4 separate regions of the Mus musculus genome follow, and all the other regions are linked to region 4. A link is a contact called in public HiChIP or PLAC-seq and promoter capture Hi-C data. All regions are on one chromosome and are shown on one strand. The core of a region is the stretch at or near the end of the contact, and the rest is flanking DNA. Distances in the headings are between cores, read along the strand shown. Region 1 holds the start of 4930402F06Rik (RIKEN cDNA 4930402F06 gene). Region 2 holds the start of Stom (stomatin). Region 3 overlaps Gm13446 (predicted gene 13446). Region 4 holds the start of Ggta1 (glycoprotein galactosyltransferase alpha 1, 3).

Region 1 (3,009 bases), core at 63-2,562, 64 kb after region 4:
GTTCACGTGGCAGACACATTATCAGCTGAGCCATCTTTCCAGCCTAGGCATGCTCCCCACTCCCTCCCAGTGTAACAGACATCGGGCTTGTCTACAAGGGAGTTGCTAGGTTGGGTGGACAGAGGTAACAAGGCTCATTCTAACTGGATGGCACCAGTCAATGTGGGGTCCCAGACTGAATACAAAGGAGAAGGCAGGCAGAGCATCAGCATCTCTCTGCTTCTCGACTGGAGATGGGACCAGCTCTCTCACATCCCTGCTACTAGCATTTCCATCTGTGGTCCAGCAGACAGAACCTTTTCCCTGTGGTTCACAAGCTGCGACCTCGGGGTTTCAGCTTGGGTTCAGGTTGAGGCTCTATGCCAGTGCCATGGCCAACAGGGTTCCGTGCTGCTCGCAGGGCAGTAAGTCCTGGCCTCCTTGTCTCCCCACAGCAGCACATCAGCGGCTCTCAGCTCACATCTCCCTTCCAGCCCTCGCAGCCACTTGGCAATGACAGTGGCTGCATTTGCATTTTTTTTTTTTTTTTTTTTTTTGCTTGTCCTAACTGGATCGTGAGTGTGGGTGCTACTGGCATGTAGTGGGTGGATACAAGGGCACTGCTAAGTGATTCACACTTGCACAGGGTGGCAAACTTCACCCCATCTCAAGAAATGTCATTCGTGGCAATCTTGGAGCGGCTGGAATTACACTCTTTCAGAGTTCACTAACAGATTTATCTGTTTGCCTGTGTGGGAAACTCTAAAGCTCCACTTCCTCCCTAGAAACCAGAGCTAAGACAAAGCAGTTCCCTCTCGTGGACACCAGGGGGCAGGAGTTCCAAAGAGAACCAGTTTCTGGAGTGATGAAAACATTCTTTTTGGTGCTATTAAAGGCAGCGTCATTTGTATAAATGCTATTGATCCTTCATATAAATGGAACTAGCTCTATAGCTTAGTGGTGCTGTAGGTGTACTGTGCAGTTTATCAAATAAACAGGTAGAAATCAACCCTACATATACCACAGTTAATAAAGAAGGCATAAGGGAAGTAGGAGGGAATCTTAACGCTGACTTAGAGGAGAGACACATTGCTTATGTGCGCCAAGGGTGCTACTGTTTGTAGGTGTGGTATGGTTGAGATGTGGTTCTCCCCGTGGAGTTCACACTGAGGTTTGGTTCCAGTGGATAGTGCTGTGTTAGGCATTGACTAGGGATTAATGCTTTTCTATGAGTGAGCTGTCGCTCTGGAGATGGGCTTCTGTGACATGGTTGTTAGCAAGCCTGGCAGCTCCCCTCCACCACTCAAACCCATGCTCCGCTCCACACAGTGCCTCTGGCTGACTGCCACATGGTTTTCAACAGAAACTGAATGGATTCTGGGACATCTGGAGCTGGAGGAACATTTTTTTTTCTTTTTGTAAAGCACCCAGCTTCGGTATTTTGGTGGTAGCAACACAACACACACCAAGAAGTGATCTGGAATTCAGTGGCCCTTGCTTCAACTGCTCTATCAAGGGGAGCTATAGCCTTCAACAACCTGTCCCACCCCTCTCTGGGCTACTCAACTTTATAGGTGACACTGGTCATCAGCATCCATTGGGTAAGAAAGCATCCCAGTAGCGGCGACCACTTGACGACCTCCTCCAGGGTTTCTTGGGCAGCTTACTGCTTTGTATATTTATCAGGTGGACAGGAGACAGTCGGACACTCCCTGTGGTGGAACACCGTCTCCAGAATCCACAGGCAGCCCAACGGAGTTTTTGTCTTTCTTAGTGGCAAGGGACACAACATTTATTCACAATTTACAATTGGCTGCATCTTGGAATTTCCTGGATTGAGAATATTCACATCTGGATCCCATCCAAAGATTGCTGCTGTTCAGTTGTCTTGGTGTAGGCTTGACATCGGGGGTTTTAAAACTTTCCTGTGGGACTGTTAGTCTTGGGACCTTGGAAATGACTGCCATTAGAACAATTTGCTTTTTGTGCATGGCTTTTATTTTGATGTTGTCTTTTTTGGTTTGGGTTTTGGGTTTTTTGTTGTTGTTGTTGTTGTTGTTTCTGTTTCTGTTTTGTTTTGTTTTGGTTTTGGTTTGGCATTTGTTAAAGTTCTTAAATTTCTCTATTAATCATTTTCTTCTAAATTGAATTTGGAAATTTTGGGTTAAATTTGATTTCTGCTCCATTTTCTGCTTTATTAAATTTGTTATATCTTATTTGTGTGGAGGTCCCCTTTAGAGGTCATAGGACAACTTGAGGGAATCAGTTCTGTTGTTTTACTATGTAGGTCTCAGTGACTGAACTCAGGTCCTCAGACTTAGCAGCAAGCACCCTCACTCACTGAGCCATCTTGCTGGCCCATTCCACTTTATCTATGAAACCAGATATATACACATGATAAACATTTTTTAAAAAGATTTATTCATTTATGTATATAAGTGATGCATTTGCATGTGTGTGTACATGACAGAGAGAACATCAGATCTTATTACAAATGTTTGTGAGACATCTTGTTGCTGCTGGAATTGAATTCAGGACCTCTGGAAGAACAGCTAGTGTTTCTTAACTGCCGAGCCATCTCTCCAATCCCAGCTAGACTTCTTTTTTTTTTTAATTCAACTAATTTTTTATGATATTCAACACAATATATATTTCTATACCAATCATAAGAATGATGGACATGTTATTAAATGAACATAAAGTAGATAAGTAGATTTTTGTTTGTTTGTTTGTTTGTTTGTTTTATTTTTAGTAGAGCTTTAAAATCTTGGCTTACTGTGGTACAAACCCTAAATAAGAACAAGTTTTAAACATTGGAGTTCATTGTAATAAGGCTGTACTTCAATGTCCCTCACATCATCAAAGGATTTTACCTCCATAGTAGCTAAGCTAAGAGTTGACAGTTCTGCTGCGCCAAGGAATGAATTGTAGGCACGATTATTTGGATACAGATTTCCTGCTATGTTCAAAGCTATTTGATTTGAGTGATTGTCATCATTCTCAGCCCACAGGGAACAGGTCACATTCATT
Region 2 (2,853 bases), core at 335-2,834, 120 kb after region 4:
TAGCCCCCGCCTTCTCTACGAGCAGCTTATCGATAAAAGGCTAACCATGTGATTACATGAGTTGGGACATCATCCCCAGGACTATAAATATTTGACCTATTTTATGGGAAGTCAATTTGAGAAAGCTGAATCACAAAGCTTAAAATTCTAGAACCTTCACCCTCAAGCAAAGGTCGACTTGATCCTTCCCACTGTCACTTTCCTGCTTTCTTCTGGACAATATCAGTGTTCCAGAGCTATAAAGTCAAGGGACAGCATTTCATGAGAGGGAACCACCACAAGGCATCTGGAATTACACAGCAAATACTGTGTGTGTGTGTGTGTGTGTGTCAGAGAGAGAGAGAGAGAGAGAGAGAGAGAGAGAGAGAGAGAGAATGTTTCCAAGAGGGAGCTCTCAGCAGTGATGAACTAGCTCTGTATCTTTATAACTGTGTTTATAAGAATGTATATACATGTGATAAAATGGCATATTTGAATACTTATTCTGTCAGGGCCAATTTCCTATTTTGAGACTGCACATAAAACAGATTTAACTATAGGAGTAACATGAATAGAGGGTCCTTGTGACCACTATAATGTCTTTTCAGCTTTCTGTGATTCTATGTTTATTCAAAATAAAATGCCTTTTAAAAGTTTATTTTGTGTACCTTAATATTTCCCTGAACAGTTTGCATTGGGACAGTCCAGGGAGAAAAACAAAAACAAAAACAAACAAACAAAAAAAAAAACCAGCAGTGATTTTTCAAACATGAGGTTTTCAGTTACAAACTGCAAGGGAGGCAACTTGAGACTGGGAGGGTTCTGGCAAGTGCTTCCTCCAGAGCCTGGACACTGTAAAATGTAATTTTAGAATCCAGGCCCGACCTTTCACCTCTCATGAATAAGTCTGCCCCCATTCCAAGGTTGGCTCTTTCAGGGGACATTTTTCACGGGCCACATCCTTATTTATAGAAAGAAGCCTTTCGGTTTTGATTAATCAAATGGGCTCCGTGCTGTTGCTTTCGAAACACCCTTAGCTTGTTTGTTTGTGGTATAATACAAACTTCACGAGGGCTGGCACTGTGTCCACCTCTGCCCACTGCATCAACTGGGAGGCCCTCGCCTGCTAGAGGCCAAGCGCTCCGTAAGTTAATTTTGTCTGAAAAAAGTAATGTACCGCCTGGAAATTGGTCTTCTTTGGGGCAAGAGCATTGACGCGAACTCCTTCCTCTCACTGCCTACCCGATGTACCAGGCTATACTCAGCACCCTCAGCACGCCCCTCAATCTGCAAGACCCCCACTACAAGAGGACGCCTTCCCCCTCACTAATGCCTGGAATCACAGGATGCCTTGCACCGCTCCTCAGCCCCGCCCTGTTCTCACAGCTTCTCCTCGGATCAACCCACTGGAAGCTGGAGCGAGACTCTGGCAGGGCCTTAAGCATTCTGGCCTCACTGTCTTACCCTCCTAGTATCTGCCTGCCAACACCCCCTTCAGGCCACGCCCCCTCCGGTCACGCACTCTGAGGGCGGGAGAGGCGTGTCTTCTCCTCCATTCCCGGGCACCTATTGGGCGGGCCGCCAGCTGGGGGCGGGACTGCACCAGAGCTTGAGCCCCTTCGTTGCTAACGGCTCTCAGTAAAGCTCCGGCTTTGGGAACTGACGAGTTTTTGAGCGACTCTGACTCCAGCACTATGTCTGACAAACGGCAGTCCAGCCATGTCCAGTCTCAGCGGATCCCTGAGTCCTTCAGAGGTGAGTCTCTCGTCCCCCGCACAGCCTCTTCAAGCCCCCCTCTGGGTCCCGAGACCCACCGCCTGCAGTGAGAACCCCCGCAGACCGCCGGCGTGCCTCCACTGCACTGTGTGCGCTTCGCAGAGCCGTCGTCTTCTTCATTCCTGGGTTCTCGGGCTGATACATGATGATTTGGGGGTGCTGGGGTGCAGCCTGCATGGCAGTCAAGAGGGCGCACTCGCGCGGCAGGGGCGTGTATCCATTGCTCGGCACCCTAGCAGGCAAGAACTGGCTTATCCTTTGGGTCCTAGATGCCAGGTGCCTATCACCAGCGCTTCTTTATCTCGGGCGGTGCACGCAGACCAGGACAGACCCTGGCAGCCAGGAGTGGTAGAGGCGCCTCTTCTGCAGCTTCAGCCTCCTCTGCTCATTCTTGTTTCTTTTCTGCCCCAGCGCCTGGGAGGGGAAGCAAGCAGTCCCAACAAGTAGCCTTCAGCAATCCCTACGTGATCCACAGTCCTCTGAACCAGGGAAGAACTCCCACCCTCTTCCTGCCGTCCCCAGCTTCGGGAAACTAATCAATTTCCTAGTAAAGGGCTAGGCTTCAACCTATGACACAGTAGGCGGTATAGGCAGAAGAAAGGAGGTCTCCCTGGCTTTCCTTCCAGTTCCATTGTCTGTCCCATACTGTGTCCACTTTTGTCTTAGAGATCTCTCCTTCCAGGTAAATAGCTCACCACTCTTCTGGAGCCTTCCTAGTTTTGAAGGCAAGAACTGTTAGCAGGCCCTCAGGCTATCTTCTATAAAAAAATTAGAGCCCTTGAGCGAACTACCTCCTTGAGCCTTTAAATTGTATAACTCCTTGGGGTCAGGAGATGCCCAGTAAGAGAAAATAAACCTCGCAGGAGTCCTGCTATCCTCCTGGGAGCTTTACTAATCTAAAGGAATTATTTCTAAAGATGGAATTTCAGGGAGAATGACACGGTGGAAGAGATTTAGGAGGCTGAGTGGGCTTTTCCATCATCCTGCGGAGACAGCTGTCATCCATTCGGATTATTTGCAAAGCCAACCTGGCCTCCCATCTAACGCCCATCCCCCTGCCCAGAAGCATCTTTAACTCTTTCTCAGGCGAATCTTGAG
Region 3 (2,787 bases), core at 180-2,679, 89 kb before region 4:
ACCCTGTCCCTGATGGTAGAAAAGCAAGGGAATGCCACAAACAGATTGTGAGTTCCTTCAGAGGACAATGGCTCCCATGGCCTGTGAGTTAGCAGTCTCAGGGAATCCCACCACACTGTCCCATAAAACCAGGGATCAGGAAAGAAGAGGCAAGCCACTGCCTCCAGGAGTGAAGAGGGAAGAGTTCAGTCCAATTTGGACCCCAGACGTCCCAGTCCTGGGCAGGCAGATGTCTCAGCTGGTAAGGTTCTTGTCATGCAAGCATGAGGATAGGAGTTCGGCTTCTTAGAACCTAAGTGAAAAACCAGGTAGGCAAGGCAGCTTGCCTATAATCCCAGGACCCAGGGACAAAGACAGAGGATCCTTGGAACAAGCTGGCTCACCACACGGTAAAATCTCCAGGGTTAGTAAGATGTTTGTGCTAAGTAAGAAACTAGGAAGTTAAGAAAAGGTGGAAAGACTGATCGAGGGAGACAGGTGACATCAGCCAGCCTGAGGCTTTCGTGCGCCTGTGCACACAAGCATGCATACATGCGTGCACTCGCACATACACATGCAAAACAAAATTTTCTCAAAGAAAGAAATCAGTCATTGGGGTGCTGCTGAGAAGGACCAGTCACCATCCTTCCCAACTAGCTGATCCCAGGGCCGGCTCTCGGCCACAGAGCAGTGTGAATACTCTCAATCCCAGAGCAGTGTGAGCACTCTCAGCCACAGAGCAGTGTGAATACTCTCAATCCCAGAGCAGTGTGAACATTCTCGATCCCAGAACAGTGTGAACACTCTCAGCCACAGAGCACTGTGAATACTCTCAATCCCAGAGCAGTGTGAACACTCTCAGCCACAGAGCAGTGTGAACACCCTCAGCCACTGAGCAGTGTGGAAAGTCCCAAGTCCTTCCAGAAAAGCTGGCTAGAGAGGAATAACTAGAGTTTGGGGCTTTAAGTATTTTCCAGGGTAAGTGGCTCAAAATGGTAGTCTGGGGTCCTCAAAGATCCCCCAAATCACAGTGAACCAGGAGGCCTGCCTTGAGATCCCAGGATCCAGCTGGACTTGTGTCCTGGAAAGGAAACCCCGGCATAATCAGTGACAGTGAGCCTGTACATAGGTCATCACAGGAATGGTGCAAACGTGGAGGTCCTTTTTCTCATCCACCAAGCATCAAGGTCACCATCCAAGACAGTCATAGGTGTCCCCAGATTAGCAACCCCTGGAGACCCCCTCCAGGACATAATCCCATGAGCTAGCAGTCTCCACGGCACACTGTCCCACACATAGCTAGATTACCTGCCAGAACAAAAACTCTGCTCTCTTCTAGGTGGTACTGGACAGTCACGCCGAAGCCAGTCAGGAAAACCCACAAGAAGCCTGCTATGTTTCCCAGATGAGCAACAGTAGCCGTCTGTGCGATTCAGCAAATGCTGCCTGAAGACTATGCCAAAGGAATGACCCAGGGATGAGTCAGCCAGAGTACTAGCCATGGGCATCACCAGCCATAGGAGAGAGGCTCTCAAAGTGTTACCAGGTGAGGAGTCTGCCCACCGTTGCGAGAGACTTAAAATGCTCTTTTACTGTGGACCTTTGGAAGGCTGGACACACGAAAAAAAAAAAAAGTTCCGAGTGCCAGACCACATAGCTGACCCATTGCAGGGCAGGCAAGTTACATGCTGGAGGGGCCACGCAGTAAATATTTCAGACTTTGTAACTCTGCTCAGTTCTGCATTTGTAACTGGAGAACAACTTTGGGCAGCTCCCCAATGAGTGGATGTGACTGTGGATCAATCAAACAGAACTCTTGGGGGCAGGATGGCTCAGAAGTTAAGATCATTTGATGTGAAATTACGAGCAGCAGATCCCAGCACCGTCTGTGGGACAAGTGGACCATGCCAGCAGACAGAAGAACTAGTAAGGTTGAGCAGGTTTAAAACCCCAGGGAATCTTAACATTGAGAATAGCAGGCTTGGAAACAGCTTCCTGCCAAGCTCTTCCTGTCCTGGAACAGGTAAGCATGACACCCCATTGAGAGGACCTCAATCACATAGGGACAACACCTGAAGTCCTTCCCCACACAAATAGAGCATGCCTAACATCCCAGACTGAGCTAGCACGAAGCATCTAACTCTGGACCCCTCCTTATGCCTGGAATGTATATGTTTATTCCTATCCACATGGATAAAGTACACAAGTTATTTCACTGAGAATCATCTGAGAGTGGCTGTTTTATTGAGCTGTAAGACTCTGGGGAAGTTTTCTCTCCTGAAGCATTCATTGCTGGACCTCGGATCTGCCCAGCAGGCTGGACTCTCACCCCTGCTTGCTGCTGCGGCTACTAGCTGCCATTTGTTGTTAGTCATAGCCACTCCCCACCTTGGCGTTGAGATGATGGCAGTGGGAGAAACCCTGACACTGCATGAGCTTCCCTTTGGAGAGCTCTAACACTTTGGCCATTCCAGCCAGTCTAAAGCCCCTTGGAGCCTTTCTTTCTGTCCAGGTCAGAGATCCTTGGATTGCGTTCTGTCTCCCCTGAGCTGCTTGCCAGCAGCTCTCTGGTACCCCAGTGGTGAAGCAGACACACAGCCCTTCACCCGTCTAGTAAAGAGGGCATCCCTAGATGCCCACAGGTGCCTGTGACTCCAGTGCCGAGCTAAGTGGAAGTAGGAGGGTTGCTGGGACATGCTGGCTTCCGCCAGCTTAGCTGAGAACCTGTGAGCCCCAGGTTCAGTGAGAGAACTGCCTCAATGGAAAAGGAAGGTATACAATATCATCTTCTAGCCTTTAAGGCACCCT
Region 4 (2,856 bases), core at 220-2,719:
CAGTGTCCATGAGACCTTTCCTCATTGCATAGGGTGTCGGTTCCCCACCCCATCACCCAGTAACACCCCCCCCCCCCCACACACACACCCGTAGTTCCTCCTCTGCAGCCCCTATCACCATGGGCAGGTCAGAAGACACAGGCGGCCGTGAGCGATTTCTTTTCTTTTTCTTTTTCTTTTCTTTTTTTTTTTTTTTTGCTGGTTTCAGGCTTTTTTCTGCCTGAGTGGAGATGAAACATCACTCCTCCCACAGATGGGAAAGAGGTGCAGGTTGGGGTAAAGTGAGGGACACCCGATGCATCACACGTGCATCACGCCGGACGTTGTGTTGGGGGTGGGGGTGGGAGTGGACTCTCTAGGCTCCCACTCCTCGGGTCGGCGCACGCCACTTGCCTGCGCCCTAGGCCGCCGAGCTCTGCAGGGGCCAGAGGCGCGCACCCCACCCGACACACCCGGACAGAGCAGCGGCCGGGTCTCCTACAGCGCAGGGCGCCGCCCGCCCGCCCGCCCGCCCGCGTGGTCCCGTCTCCAGCGCAGCAGACAACACACACCCGGCCTGCTTTTGCGGATCAGGTGGGTCCCGCCGGGCGTCTGACACTGAAGCCACGCGAGGGCTTCAGTGGGGAGGAGGTGTGGGCGAGCGGGAGCGCCGCTATTCCGGCCCAGCCCTACCTCGGTCCTTGCTTTTGTCCTGGTCACTCGATCATTTCCTCTGTATCCACTTCTGAACTCTAGGCTCTGTCCCACCCTGAACAGTGTCGCTGCATCTGTTTGCTTACTGGGGTCTCCCGCCACCTTCCCTCGCTATCCGAATAGCTGATATTCAGGGCAGCACAGGGCAGCACAGGGCAGGGCAGGGCAGGGCAGGGCGAGTAGGGCAGATCAGATCCTGGGACCACCGGTACTAACCAGTGAGTGTAGAAAGCAGGAGGTGTCTTTTCCTACTGTAGTTAGGACAGGGCGGGTTGGCTCTTCTTATGGACAAGATGGAAAAGGGGTGCAGGTAGGGGCAAAGTGAGAGACACTCGAATTTGAGAGACAGACAGACTCCTAACAGTGAAGGAAGGACCAAGCCAAAATCAAGCCTGGGCAAAGTCTCAGGCACTAACTTTGCTGTGTTGGGTGATGGGAGGTAATCTCGTCACAACTTTTCAAACCACCTCGTTCCCACTGCAAGGAGACACCATCAAGTGTTTGAAGATGGCAGGGGAACCTCTCAACAAAACACACACACAAACGTTTTATTATTTTATATTTATTTTGCATGCAAAGTACTGTGTTTCATTATGGCATTTTCATACATATGCGATTGCACAAACTCTTGAAAATCATCCAAGAAACAGCAAAGCGGGAAATAATGTTGTGGGGGGGGGGCGCGGAGGAGAGAGAACAGAGACTGGAGAGAGTGCTGTCCTCCTTGCTGCGGGGGCCAGGAAGAGGCTAGGAGGGCGGGGATGTCAACGCCACTAGCTCCTCCCTCAGGAAGGACCCCAGGGACTCTTATTTTTGTAGTTTTGCTTGTCTGGGCCACTATCGGCCCCAGAACAGATCTGACTGCCTCTTTCATTCGCCCGGAGGTAGATAGGTGTGTCTTAGGAGGCTGGAGATTCTGGGTGGAGCCCTAGCCCTGCCTTTTCTTAGCTGGCTGACACCTTCCCTTGTAGACTCTTCTTGGAATGAGAAGTACCGATTCTGCTGAAGACCTCGCGCTCTCAGGCTCTGGGTAGGCAAAGGCGAGGGGGCTCGCCATGGCTCGGGTTGTCCAGGGATTGGGGCATCAGGACTACGGGAGTCTCTGCCTTTTGATAGTGCTTCCTTACAGTTATTTTTGGGAGTAGTTGCTTCTTCCTGATGGGAGCCGCGTGCGGGTCCAAGCTATCTTTTGCAAGTAACAGGTGTCTGGTGACTAAATGCAGGGCTGAACACTTCACTTGGGATTACCTGGTTCCAGGGACTTTGAGTATTGGCGCAGGCCCCAAATGGCCTAGGAGGGGTACCTGGAGACCCTGGCTCCTGCTCCTGTGATCTTACTACATAGAACCGATTCTTTTATTTCTACTTTCTGTGTTAGGAACGCCCCAAGAGGATGTTTTGGGGAGGCCTCCTGTCCCCATTCCCTGTGATTAGGGTCAGTTTTCAGTGGAATGCCTGAGATCAGAAGGCGGGAGATCAATTGATTACTGTCAATGGCCCCCTGTGGCTAAACTTTACCGGAAGCTTTCTCAGTCACAGAGCAGGAAAGGCCGCCTTGCACTGGCCATACTGACTCTGAGCAGCCATTTGCCCGGTTTCTGACACTTCTGAGCCAGGGGCTGACCATGGGTTTTATTCCCTGTGCACTTCTGGGTCTTGGTGAAACTTTTAGTGTACATGGGTCTCTTAGGTTCCCCAGCCTAACAGGATAAGCTTGGCACTGTTGGCTGGATTTATAGAGAAGGAAATCAAAGTTGGGAGAAGCCAAGTCACTGGTTTATGGGTGCTCAGGGTTTGGATTGAATCTGAGGTTGGAATGCACTCCAGCCAGCCTCTAAGGCTTGTGTGCTTCCTGTTTGTTTGTTTGGAGTGTGTGGTTTTGTTTTGTTTTGTTTTGTTTTGTTTTGTTTTGAGACAGGGTTTCTCTGTGTAGCCCTGGCTGTCCTGGAACTCATTCTGCAGACCAGGCTGGCCTCGAACTCAGAAATTCCCCTGCCTCTGCCTCCCAAGTGCTGGGATTAAAGGCGTATGCCACCACAACCTGGTTGCTCACTTTCTATTCAGCATCTCCCACCATGGCAAGAAAACGACTAAGGAACAGATGGCATGACTCTGGGGGGAAGGGCTGGGGAGAGTGGAAGGGAAGAGGTAGTGGGTGGGGCT

What was found. Promoter capture Hi-C pulls out the DNA fragments that hold promoters and counts their contacts. HiChIP or PLAC-seq counts read pairs in DNA pulled down with a chosen protein or histone mark.
Region 1: a contact with region 4 is called in a promoter capture Hi-C map of embryonic stem cells. The contact joins the promoter of 4930402F06Rik here to the promoter of Ggta1 in region 4. A contact is called at or near these places in 6 of 39 promoter capture datasets (3T3-L1-derived adipocytes, the C10 cell line, embryonic stem cells and 3 more), 2 of 15 datasets of contacts at CTCF or cohesin (CD8 T cells and pro-B cells), 5 of 484 Hi-C or Micro-C datasets (CD4 T cells, CD8 T cells, bone marrow-derived dendritic cells and 1 more), 6 of 115 datasets of contacts at active chromatin or transcription factors (CD8 T cells, the HPC-7 cell line, the SCID.adh cell line and 2 more) and 3 of 9 other capture datasets (adipose tissue, liver and pancreatic islet).
Region 2: a contact with region 4 is called in an HNF4G HiChIP or PLAC-seq map of pancreatic cancer cells. The contact joins the promoter of Stom here to the promoter of Ggta1 in region 4. A contact is called at or near these places in 10 of 39 promoter capture datasets (cranial neural crest, embryonic stem cells, hippocampal neurons and 6 more), 1 of 15 datasets of contacts at CTCF or cohesin (the NIH/3T3 cell line), 2 of 484 Hi-C or Micro-C datasets (embryonic stem cells and natural killer cells), 5 of 115 datasets of contacts at active chromatin or transcription factors (the SCID.adh cell line, bone marrow-derived macrophages, embryonic stem cells and 2 more) and 5 of 9 other capture datasets (adipose tissue, embryonic stem cells, liver and 2 more).
Region 3: an HNF4G HiChIP or PLAC-seq map of pancreatic cancer cells shows a contact between it and region 4. The contact joins the enhancer-like site here to the promoter of Ggta1 in region 4. A contact is called at or near these places in 1 of 39 promoter capture datasets (embryonic stem cells), 2 of 484 Hi-C or Micro-C datasets (the N1E-115 cell line and muscle stem cells), 2 of 115 datasets of contacts at active chromatin or transcription factors (extraembryonic endoderm stem cells and pancreatic cancer cells) and 2 of 9 other capture datasets (adipose tissue and liver).

Annotation. Positions count from the first base shown.
Region 1 is chr2:35,395,477-35,398,485 of GRCm38.p6, reverse strand. 4930402F06Rik (RIKEN cDNA 4930402F06 gene) reads left to right here and starts at 1,312. Exons shown (of 6, transcript NM_001080709.2): 1 at 1,312-1,580.
Region 2 is chr2:35,335,740-35,338,592 of GRCm38.p6, reverse strand. Stom (stomatin) reads left to right here and starts at 1,584. Exons shown (of 7, transcript NM_013515.2): 1 at 1,584-1,734. The coding sequence starts at 1,674.
Region 3 is chr2:35,548,948-35,551,734 of GRCm38.p6, reverse strand. Gm13446 (predicted gene 13446) reads left to right here. Exons shown (of 4, transcript NR_045894.1): 4 at 1,319-2,201. Among named protein-coding and RNA genes, the nearest start is that of Gm13446, 8.4 kb to the left of the region's middle. Within about 2 kb of position 1,429, at least 18 of the 459 cell types and tissues checked have an H3K27ac peak or open chromatin away from gene starts, as enhancers often do. A contact at or near this core is called in muscle stem cells and pancreatic cancer cells, where this site is marked.
Region 4 is chr2:35,460,062-35,462,917 of GRCm38.p6, reverse strand. It overlaps Ggta1 (glycoprotein galactosyltransferase alpha 1, 3), which reads left to right and starts at 1,469. Exons shown (of 8, transcript NM_001145821.2): 1 at 1,469-1,723.